Linked DNA regions of Sus scrofa: region 2 is linked to region 1. The links are chromatin contacts, called in public Hi-C maps. All regions are on one chromosome and are shown on one strand. The core of a region is the stretch at or near the end of the contact, and the rest is flanking DNA. Distances in the headings are between cores, read along the strand shown. Region 1 holds the start of TOMM40 (translocase of outer mitochondrial membrane 40). Region 2 holds the start of CLASRP (CLK4-associating serine/arginine rich protein).

Region 1 (5,637 bases), core at 1,173-3,672:
GGTCTTCTCCTCCAAGAAGCCCTCCAAGGCCACCTAGGCTGACCCAGGCTCTCCTCTGAGCTCACACTGCTTTTGGGTTCTCCCATCTCAGTCTTGCCCACCCTGGACTACTGCTGTCTGGGGACAGGCCTGTTCCCTTTCTCCACTGGGCTGTGAGCCCCATGTCTGTTTGAATCACTGCTATGTCCCCAGCACAGGGCTGGGCACAGAATGGGGGTGCAAGGAAGGTTGGTTGAGTAAATTACCTGGAAATGGTTAACATAAGCAAAGACTAATTTAGTCCCTTAAGCCCACCCGTGTCCTGGCCCAACCTCCTTCCAGGCCCCCAGTTTTTTCCACTCCCTTAATAGCCTCCAGACAACTTGAGAAATGCCAGTTCCAAAGCATTCATCTGGCCTCCTCTTGGCCTGTCTTTCCCTCGTTCAAATCTTTCAGTGGCTCTCCACTGCCCCCTAGTGCCCCCGAGGTGAAATGCCTAGCTTGGCCTTCGAAGCCCAGCAAGGATCCACACAGCCCAGCCCTGCCCACTCTGGGTCATCACTGGTGACCTTGGCGTCCTCAGCTTCTCTCGGCACAGGGCTAGGCTGAGAAGTGGAGGGCAGGATGAAGAAATGACCCAGGCTCCAGGGCACCTTGGAGAGACAGACAGCACGTCCCAACACCCTTGGCAGCTCTGACCTCCTACTGACAAAGCCTTCTTTACCTGTTTGGCTGCATTATGTGTTACAAGAAAGATACAATGAATGAATGGCAAAAGGAAGCTCACCTCTGTGGGACTCAGCTGCTTTGTCCCCACGTACGTGACCCCAAAGTGGTAGTTGGACTCCCCGATTGTGCTGAGGGCGACTGTATGGTTCACCTGGGAAAAGAGGGAGGGCTGTGGCGATGAGTCCGAGGACCACGCCCCTGCCCAAGGAATGCAGCTGAGCTCATGCCTAGGACAGCTCCCCTCCAGCCCAGGATCCGGGATCCTTGTCAATCTAGCTTTCCTATCAGGCTGGGCTGGGCTGAAGATGAAGACTGGGAGGTGTGCCCTGACTAGATTGGAAGCTTAGAGGAGGGATGTGCCAGGGCTGGGGCACACGCCTGGCACTTTATTCCTGCCTGGATGCTGGTTGGGGGTGAGGTGCATTATTTCTGGACTCTTGGTCCCCAGACTCTACACTGGTCGCCACGGAGTGGTTAGTCTGGCAACAAGGAGCCCACACCTTTAGGCTGCAATAAAAGGGCTGTGTGGGCAGATGCAGGGGGATGGGGGGGATGACCCCTGGAGGAAGAGGGGCCCAGGAAGGCTCACCTGGAAATGATTACTCAAACCTTTGTTGACTGTGAGCTTGACACCTTCCATCTGAATAGGAAACAGCTCTGAGAAAGAGAGAATGCTGGTTGTCACACTCCGAACACACACACACACACACACACACACACACACACACACACACACACACACACCTCTTCTCAGGTGCCTTCCTTCCCTAGAATCCTCACTCTCCATTCCCCAGGTACCCACAAGCAACACATTGCAAAGTACCCCAACCAATACAGAGGCAAAACAGCCTAGTGTTTTGATGTGCTCAGGATCAAGGCCTTTGCCTACATCCAAATCCCAGGGCCACCACTTACTGCCAGTGTGACAGGAGACACGTCAACTCATCTCAGTCTGTCAATTTTATCAACTGGAAGTTGAGGATATTCACCGCATAGAACTATTGCAAGGGTTTCATGAGTTAACACGTACTGAGTGCCAGTGCTCAGGATGTGGCCACCACTCTTCCATCATAACTATTCCACATCGGGATCCAAAAGCCTTGGCTTCTACCCCCACTGCCCCTTGCTGTCACGGTGACCTTGGGCCTCAGTTTCCCTCACGATCACATGAGGCTGGCTTGGCTGATTCCTGGGGTTCCTGAGGTCCCTAAAGCTTTTCTCTGCTGCCTTGGCATTCCATCCCAAGGTTCCACCATTTGATCCCATCGTTCTAAGCCCCGAGTTCAACGTTGCACCATTCGACTCCAACATCAGCTCCTAACGCTGTGTTCAATGATTCCAGTGGTCCGTGCCAATTCCCAAGGTCCTCAGTGTTCTCCCCCTCCCCCCGAGATCCGGGCCATCACACTCCCGCCGGGCCCCTAGCCCCTCACCCTTGCACTTCCGGTGGCACTCCTCGAACGTGCCCGGGTTGGGCAGGCAGCCACAGGCCCCATCATCCCCGGTCCCTCCAGCGTTAGCGGCCGCAGTCCCAGGGGTCCGTTCGGAACCTCGACCTGTACCAGCCCCAGCGCCCAGGCCGCCCCCGAGCGGCGGCAGCGTGAAGCCGGGAGGAGAGGGCGGAGGCGAAGGCAGTCCCACGAGGGGAGGCGCAGGTGGCGGCGGCGGCCCTGCAGGCGGCGAACTAGCGGCCAAGACGTTCCCCATGGTCGCCTGCAAAGGGAAGGGTCAGAGGGCAGAGGTCAAGGCCCACGGGCTCCAAGCCCTGTCCCCAGCCAACACCCCCTTGCTCGTAACCCCGGTTCTCACCCGCGGCAGCGCCTCCTCCCGGTCTGGGCTCCGCTCCCACCCCGTGCGCCACGCGCAACCGAACCCGCTGCCGCCGCCGCCGCCACCGTCGCCCCGCCCCCCCCAGTCCATTGGTTTAACGGGCCCTTGCGTCCGCCCACCGGCTTCAGGGTCTGGCCTTACTATTGGTGTCGTGGATGAGAGTTCCACCCACTTCCTTGGAACGTCCTTTTCTGTTGGTTCCCACTCGCAGACAGGTCAAAGCACACCTCCCCGTCCTTCCCACTGGCTTGGAGAGCCCACGCCGATTGGTTCGCGATGCCGCGGGTTCCGGTGCTCGCCCGCCATTGGCCTGTGCTGCTTGCTTTGCAACGCCCTTTTGACGTATCGCCTCCGCCCCTTTCCAGAAGTCACCCCCCCCACACTTTCGACTCCGCCCCGCGGCGAAGTTGCCATGTTTATTGGTCGGCCTTGGTCCTTGACGCATCCTGATTGGCTCCGGCAGGTACAAGGTCCTACCCTATTGACGTAATCTATCTGGTGTGTTCATTGGCTAAAGTGCCGGGGTCAAAGGACATGGATAAAGGTGGGTTGCGCGGCAGAGGCTGCTAGGCAGCAAGGTCAGGCCTCGCGTCCCACCAGGCTTCGCGGCAAAGGGGCGGCCCCCTAGTCCTGAGTCGCGGACCGAAAGCCGGAAGTGCTGGCCGTTCCCACAGTGCCACGGGAGAATTCTAACCCGTTACATGAACCCTGTCCTGTTTCTTGTTACCCACAATGCCCCTTACCTATTTAACAGGACAGTTGCCGTAGACCCACCCCTTTCGTTACCCATGATGTCTTCTGGGTCTCCTCCCACCCCTGGCCAAGTCGCTGCGGCTTCTATCTTTGGCCCATTCATTCAGGTCCCATTACCCAGCATGCCTTCCGTCCCATTCATTTCAGTTTGGTTGCCTGTACTACCTTTAGCCCCTTTATGCCCGTTCATTCCCTTCATTCTTCTAGCTCTTCCTTAATTGAGCATCTAGTTTTGGGTCCATTACACATCAGCTCCATTATTCATCCCTCTGTCCCTGGCTTATTCATTCGGATCTATTACCCATCGTGCCCTGAGCTCCTATTAAAACAATACTGGAGTTCCCGTCGTGGCGCAGTGGTTAACGAATCCGACTAGGAACCATGAGGTTGTAGGTTCGATCCCTGGTCTTTCTCAGTGGGTTAAGGATCCCGCGTTGTGGTGAGCTGTGGTGTAGGCTTGGATCCCGCGTTGCTGTGGCCGTGGTCTAGGTCGGCGGCTACAGCTCTGATTCGACCCCTAGCCTGGGAACCTCCATATGCCGCAGGAGCGGCTCAAGAAAAGGCAAAAAGACGAAAATAAATAAATAAATAAATAAATAAATAAATGAAATAAAACATTAATACTTTTGCTTTTGGCCTGTTTTTATTGCCGTTTATTCATTACGCCCAAGCCCCTCGTACTTAATTACTGCTATTTCTCCTTTGTTCCCTTTATTTCTGTCTATTATTCATTAGATTACTGTTGAGGATTCCTTTTCCTTAACCACCATGCCTGGACTCCTTCCCCTCTCCTTCCATTACCCATCACTACGTTTTTGGCTTATGCATTCTTGCTCTTTAGGCCCTCCATTATCTTTGTCATATCTTTTGTCCTTTTTCTTTTTGTCTGTAACCTGTCTTGACTTCTGGTCTACTGATTCCCTCAAGTCCTCAGCCCCCTATTCATTTCCCATCCTGTTCCATCTCCATCCCCTTCACAGCCCACAAAAAAAACACTAGGTGAGACCTGGTCAAAGTACAAACTTGTATCTTGTAGGAAATGCTCTATTACAAAACAATATCACATCCCCAAACCCAGGTGATCCACTTTCCCATCCAGGGAGATGCTTGGTCCAATCCCACTGGACAGGAGTAAAGGGACTCAGTAGTTTTCAAAGTAACAGCAAATTCTCCCAAGGCTGGGGTCAGCAAGGCACACTCAGCATGAGGCTCACCCCATGTAGCCCTGAGTTGGGGCTTAGTTCCCTGTAGATAGGAAATGGGGTAGTGGGGGCTCAGGGAAGGGTCTGTACCCTGAGACTCCTGCCTGCAGGAGGGAGGAGATGGGGAAGTTCTGCTTTGAGCTGGGGACTCCCCTCCCTTCCACTTTTGGGGGGCAGGGTGGGGACTGGGTGAGAGGAGCTCTGCCACCTGGAGGGCTCAGGTCTGAGCAGCAGGATGCCCCCAACACCCACCCCAGCAGACCTACTGGGAGTCACCGTCTGAGGACAAATCAGCGATCTGGGGTCTTCTTTGGGATTTTTTTGGGGGGTGGATCTGGAGATGGTGAGACATGAGAGGTATGATCTAAGGTCACAGTCTTAGGGGTCCTTGGGTGAGAGGTTGTGCAGAAACATACCTTCCCCAGCCCCTCAAGAGTCAAGGTGTTTCCATTGTCATGGCCCATTTCTCTGGGTCAGAGATCATGGATTAGAAGTCTTAGCAGAGCCACCGGAGTAGAATTCAGATGAGATGCATGTGTGTTAACTGACAGTGGCCTGGCCAGAGGTCAAGGAGTCCTACATCCCTGGCAGAAAGCTGAGGGATCAAAAAAGAGAGGCGAGAGGCCAGGGCCATGGCAGTTTACACATACATGGCCCGAGACATGACAAACCCTTTGCCCTGGTAGGAGTCAGAGGGGCTGGAGTAGGACAGGGCATCATAGATGGGGTTGATCTTGTCCAGATAGTCTTCCTCCTCCTCCTCGTCCTCCAGATCCAGGGAAACCCTCTCCGCAGCAGGTGGCCCTGGGGGCACCAGGATGGGGGACCCCACGCTTGTGGCCCCAAGCAGCAGGGGCCCTGACCGCTCTTCCAAGGTGGGCAACTCATGGTATCGAGGCATTTCCTGGGGGCGCAGAGGGAATGAGCCCAAGGTCACCTCTTGAGCATGACACAGAATCTCAATCTGCTCCTTGACCCCCAAATCCTGACCACCCTCTCCTGTGCCAAGCAGACCTCACTCAATATCAGCCCTTGTCACGTGGACAGATGTTGCCCTGGAGCAAACATATGGCTCGTCCCTAACTGAAAGCCCAGGGCGTGAACCCCACCCAGCAATCCTGAGCCTCTCTTTTCTTTTCCTTTC
Region 2 (5,637 bases), core at 2,129-4,628, 120 kb before region 1:
AAACTTCTGTCTTGTCTAAGCCACTGATGTTTTCCGTCTGCTGTTCACAACCGAATTTGATTTTATGATACATCATCTCACATGCAAAAGAGGAAACGAGGCTCAGAGAGACAGCTGCTTGCCCAAGGTCATGCTGTATGTAAGTGCAAAGACTGGAAGGTGAACTCACAGCCCGGCTAAGGGCTTAACCATTTCAGTATTTTGCCTCCTGGCTGTGTCACCTTGGATAAGCTGCTGTACCTTTGTTTTGTTTTCGGCCGCACCACAGGCATGGGGAAGTTTCCAGGCCAGGGGTCGAACCTGCAGTGACCCAAGTCCCTGCACTGACAACGCTGGATCCTTAACCCATGAGCCACATGGGCACTCCAAGCTGCCGTGCCTTTCTAAACTTCTGTTTCTACAGCAGAAAGCCCAGAGGAAGACCTAAGAGAGGCTCAGGGTCAGAGAGTCTGGGTTAGAAGCCAGCTCTGCCCTCTTGCTGTATGACGCTGGGCCACGACTCTCGGAGCCTCAGTTTGCTCACATGTAAAACAGAGCTAATGAGAAGCAAACCAGGAGTTCCCGTTACGGCGCAGCAGAAATGAATCTGACTAGTGTCCATGAGGATGCAGGTTCGATCCCTGGCCTCACTCAGTGGGTTAAGATCTGGTGTTGCTATGAGCTGTGGTAGAGGTTGCAGACGCGGCTCTGATCCTGCACCACTGTGGCTGTGGCGCAGACCGGCAGCCGTAGCACCAGTTTGACCCCTAGCCTGGGAACCGCCATACGCTGTGGGTGCAGCCCTAAAAAAAGCAAAAAAAAAAAAAAAAAAAGCAAACCACCTCCCGGCTGGGATGAGAATTTGATGGAACAGAGATGCCTGTCAAAGTACTCAGCACAGTGGTTGCCACATAAACACTCAAGAGCATTAGCCGTCATTATGAGCCTCACCTTTAATGCAGGGATTAATACCAATCTCAGGCCTGCCAAAGTAGCAGACAAGGCGCCTGGCGCACCATGGGCTCTTAACAAATGGCAGCTACTCATTCCTGAGTGCTGTGCTCCTGGCCCACTGCCGGGGCCTCGACTATAACCAACAGAGATGCAAACCGAGACCTCGTGGTCACGCTGGTTAGTCTGATACCACAGGAGACGGGCTCTCCCTAAGCCCAGTGGTTACTTCCTGGTTGACAGGAGGCAAGTGAGGCAAACTGCTAACCCTGTATACATCTTTTGTTAGAGAGTAGCCCTAGGTGCTGAGGAGGCCTGACGGCAGGACAAAGGAACCAGGCAGGAAGCAGAGTGGCCTGGAGCGGGTGGTAAAAGCCGGACCATGCAGGGTCTTGAAGGCTGTGTTGAGTAGCCTGGAACTAGGAAGCCATGGAGTTCTGAGCCAGAGAGGGAGTCAGCTTTTGCTTTGGGAGGACCCCTCTGGCCCCGCGAGGAGGGTGGATTAGCAGGGACAGGCCTGGAGGCCAGGACACCAGGGGGAGGCTGGGGCAGTGATGCAGAAGTAAATGGAAATTTCTATATAAATACCACCTGACAGGAGACCTGAACCTAGGACCCCTAGACCGTTTCAAGCTGGGGTTTCCAGGGCAAGTCACAATTAAGCAGGTGAGAGGAGGCCCTATGGGCTCAACACCCTGTGGTGACAGAAATGGAAAAAAGGCCAGCAGAGCTACCTAAGGATGACGCTGAGAGACCAGGAGAGGCCAGACCACAAGGGCCTTTTGGGTCACAGGATGGAGTGTGGTCTTTTCTCCAAAAGCAACTGAGGCATCAAACAAGGGAGGGAAATGGTCCGAGTTCACCTAGTGACTGTCCAGGGCACTGCTTTGGGTGCCAAGTCAAACCCCGAGAACAGCTGAGCTCTTCCGGGCACTGGGAATACAGCAATAAGCAAGACAGACAACATTCTGGAGGTGGCCAATCTTCTGTCTGGACTGCTCTGAGTGTTAGACTTTCCTTCTTCCTGCTGGCACCTGCTCTGTACTCGAATCCACACCAAACAGCACAGTATACGCCAATAAACTGAATGCCTCAGGTTTTAGTGACGATCATGCTCCAAAAAATGAATTTCTCTTGGGGATACTGGGCTCTTGGCTTCATCTATTTCCAAGCCCAAATCTTACCAGGATGACCAAGGCCCCGCCCTCCTGGGGAGCTCCCAGCCCAGATTAAAGGTTACTCACGATCTTCTCATAGTACTCTCGCCGCCGCTCTGCCCTCTTCTTGTAGTCCACCATCATGCCTCGAAGCTTCCGCTCATGCTTCCGAGCCTCGTGCCACATCGTGGTGAGGCCAAGAGTAGGGCCTCAACCTGAGGGATGAGGGGAGGGGTGTGAGATGGGCTGGAAAAACCATATGGACAGAATCAAAGTTACCTAACAAGATGGTGACAGAGCTGATCCTGAACATCAGCTTCAGAACTGTGTGCCAGATGCTCAGCCGGATACTGGACCACTCTGGTCCAGTGGCTTGGCCATCGTGAACCCGCCCCCCTGCCCCCCCCGGGGTTATTCTGGAGTGAGCCTCCCTGGGAAAGGGGTATCCTCTATTCAAGGAGCCAGAATCAAGGATGAGAGATTTTGGAGTGGAAAGAGCAAGTGTTTGAAGTAGATCTGGGCGCAGATCTTGAGCAGCTGGGGCTAGAGCCCAAGGGAGGGGGAGAACTGAAACGGCTCCCATCAGAGCCATCCGTGGGGATGGGGTGCAGGGCCCTGGAGATGTAGGCAGGTGGGGGAAGAGTAGAAAGATTTTATGGGAACAGAGCAGTAGTTTGAAGATGGGGTCGAGGGCAAGTGAAGGGCGTGAACGGAAGACACTTAGGGGAGGAAGGGGAGCACGGGGGAGTGCTGAAAGGAAAAGCCTGAGTGCCGGTGAGGTCTAAAGAAGGAATCGAAATCGGGGGTGGGGGCCGGGGATGGTACAGAGATCGAGCGCGCAGACAGGAAGGGGTGGGCTGAGCTTAGGGGGAAGGCTGGTGGATCGGGCAGAGCCCCGAGGATCTGGACAGGGCTCGAACGTCGGGTCTGGACCTGAAGGTTCGGGTTAAGTTTTTTTGACAAGGGGGCGGGACCTGTGGCAAGCTGCGGGTCTGACGGCGCGAGTTCGGGCCGATGGCGGGGGCAGGGCGAGGCCTGAGGCCCGGCAAGCAGACGGGGTGCGGGGCGGGCGGCCCTCGGGGCCAGGGCCGAGCGGAGGTTCACAGCAGAACGGAGAGAGGCTGAGGCAAGGGCGAAGCTGGGCTGACGTCTACCAGAAGCCAGGAGACCGGGGCCCGCCGCCTGCACTCACCGGCTCGTCGCCGCCTCCCACCTCTGCGCTCTCGCGCGGCCCGCACCGGAAACGGAAGTGGGCGGTGGAGGGGAAGGGGGACACGGTGCGGCGGAGGCGCGCTTCCGCCGACGCGAGGGGCGGGTCCAAGGTTAGGGTGTGGACGGAGGGGCGGGGCCTGGAGGAGGGCGGAGCGGAACCGAGAGCCAAGGGACTTTGTACCCAAGGAGCCGGGGAATTTTCTCAAGTGCAGAAGAGATGAGACCCCCCCCGGGCTCAAAAATTCGTCTTTATTGGGAAGACTGTGAACAATTACCCCCCCCACCTTCAGGCGTGGGGAGGGAGGGCTAGGGATCTGCGCCCCCCTCCCCTATTTACACTTTAGAATCCGCCGGGAGAAGGCACCCCAGCTGAGGCAACTTTAAAGAGCTAGTATTTGGAAGCCAAACCCCTTTTCCTCTCCAGACTCAGTTTTCTCATTTGTAAAATGGGCTCAAGGGAAACCGATGCTACGGCGTTTCTCTCCAGCACTGAAGATGTCCGATTAGGAAGGATGAGGACGTCGGAAGACGGACCAAGGGCAGCCCAAGGGGATGGGGGTGCTGGACATCCCGGTTGGGTTTGCACGGCCCCTTCCACCACCCTCCCCACCCAGTGCCTCTCCTCCAGTGCCGCAGGGGCTACGTGGCCTCAGGCCCGGGGGACAGGAGGCCGCTTCCAAAGCCCCCCTCGCGGTACTGGTTGGGGAACATGTTGCTGCCCACGAGGCTGGCAGTGCCTCCATCCCCGGAGCCCGGGGCCTGGTACGAGTCCAGCGTCAGCGGCTCAGGGCCCGGGGGCTCCGCGACCGGGGCCCCTGCCCCCCCGTTGCCCGCGACAGCGCTGGAGAGTGGTGGCGCTGGGGGCAGCATGTCCAGCATGGTGAAGAGTGTGGGGGCAGCAGGGTCATAGGCAAAACCATCGTCCAGGAGATCCGGCCCGCCGGGGGGCTCCAGGCCAGGGAGGGATACAGTGCCTGGGAAGAAGTCTGTGTCTGGCAGCAGCGCTGACGGTGGGAGGAACGGGCCTGCAGGGAGGAGGAGAAAGAAGGAAATAGGGTGGACTTTGAGGATCAGCCTCCTGCCGGGTCCTAACTCAAATGCCCAGTCTGTTACTAAATGCATTTTCAGTGCAGTCTCCATTAATGTCAAGAAGAAAACCCTCAGTAAAAGCTATCACCATTCTCTCTTTTTTCTCTTTTTGGTTACCATAAAATTTTTTTTGAGGTATAGCTGATGTACAATATTGTATGTTTCCAGTGCACAACACAGTGATTCACAATTTTTTAAGGTTATATTCCACAGTTATTATAAAATTCCCTGGACTGCACAATATGTCCTTGTGCTTATTTTTATTTTTTAAATTTTATTTATTTATTTTTGCTTCTTAGGGCCGCACCTGCAGCATATGGAAGTTCCCAAGCTAGGGGTCCAATCAGAGCTACAGCCGTCGGCCACAGCCACAGCCATAGCAACACAGGATCCAAGCCATGTCTGTGATCTACACCACAGCTCATGGCAATGCCAGATCCCTGACCTGCTGAGCGAGGCCAGGGATCAAACCCAAATCCGCATGGACTCGAGTCAGATTCGTTTCCGCTGCACGACACTGGGAAGTCCCTATTTATTTTATACATAGTGGTTTGTACCTCTTAATCCCCTACCCTCTCTTCTCCCTCCCCCCTGCCCTCTCCCAGCTGGTAACCACTAGTTCTCTATATATCTGTGAATCTGCTTCTTTTTTTATTTTCACTAGCTTGTTTTCTTTTTTAGATTTCACATGTAAGTGATATCATACAGTCTTTGTCTTCCTCTGATTTATTTCACTAAGCATAATATCCTCCAAGTCTATCCATGTTGTTGCAAAGGGCAATTTTTCACTTTTTATGGCGAGTAGTATTCCATCGTGTATATATACCATATCTTCTTTATCCATTCAGTTGTTGATGGGAACTTAAGTTGCTTACATATCCTGGCTATTGTAAATAGTGCTGCTATGAACCCTGGAGTTCATGTATTTTTTTTCTGAATTAGTGGAGTGGAATTGCTGGTTCGTATGGTATTTGCAAGTGAGATGCCAAATCAGGGGTTAGTATCCAAAATATATAAATAGTTCATACAACTCAACATCATAAAAACAACTGATTTAAAAATGGGCAGAAGACCTGACAGACATTTTTCCAAAGAAGAGATACAGATGGCCGACAGGCACATGAAAAGATGTTCAACATCGTTAACCATCAGAGAAATGCAAATCAAAACCACAATGAGATATCACCTCACACCTGTCAGAAGGGCTATCGGCAAAAAGACACAAATAACAAAGGTTGGCCAGGCTGTG

The links. Hi-C and Micro-C count contacts between places; a contact is called where the count stands out from the background.
Region 2: a Hi-C map of fetal liver shows a contact between it and region 1, with 2.4 times the contacts expected there. The contact joins the promoter of CLASRP here to the promoter of TOMM40 in region 1. A contact is called at or near these places in 4 of 5 promoter capture datasets (fetal liver, fetal skeletal muscle and liver), 14 of 47 Hi-C or Micro-C datasets (alveolar macrophages, blood, embryonic fibroblasts and 7 more) and 2 of 2 datasets of contacts at active chromatin or transcription factors (alveolar macrophages and skeletal muscle).

Annotation. Positions count from the first base shown.
Region 1 is chr6:51,356,941-51,362,577 of Sscrofa11.1, reverse strand. TOMM40 (translocase of outer mitochondrial membrane 40) reads right to left here and starts at 2,422. Exons shown (of 9, transcript NM_001315748.1): 1 at 2,142-2,422; 2 at 1,298-1,365; 3 at 767-859. The coding sequence starts at 2,415. It also overlaps a transcript of NECTIN2 not described here.
Region 2 is chr6:51,478,220-51,483,856 of Sscrofa11.1, reverse strand. CLASRP (CLK4-associating serine/arginine rich protein) reads right to left here and starts at 3,378. Exons shown (of 22, transcript XM_021094518.1): 1 at 3,280-3,378; 2 at 2,175-2,302. The coding sequence starts at 2,273. It overlaps RELB (transcription factor RelB), which reads right to left. Exons shown (of 12, transcript XM_021094521.1): 12 at 3,507-4,324. The coding sequence ends at 3,939.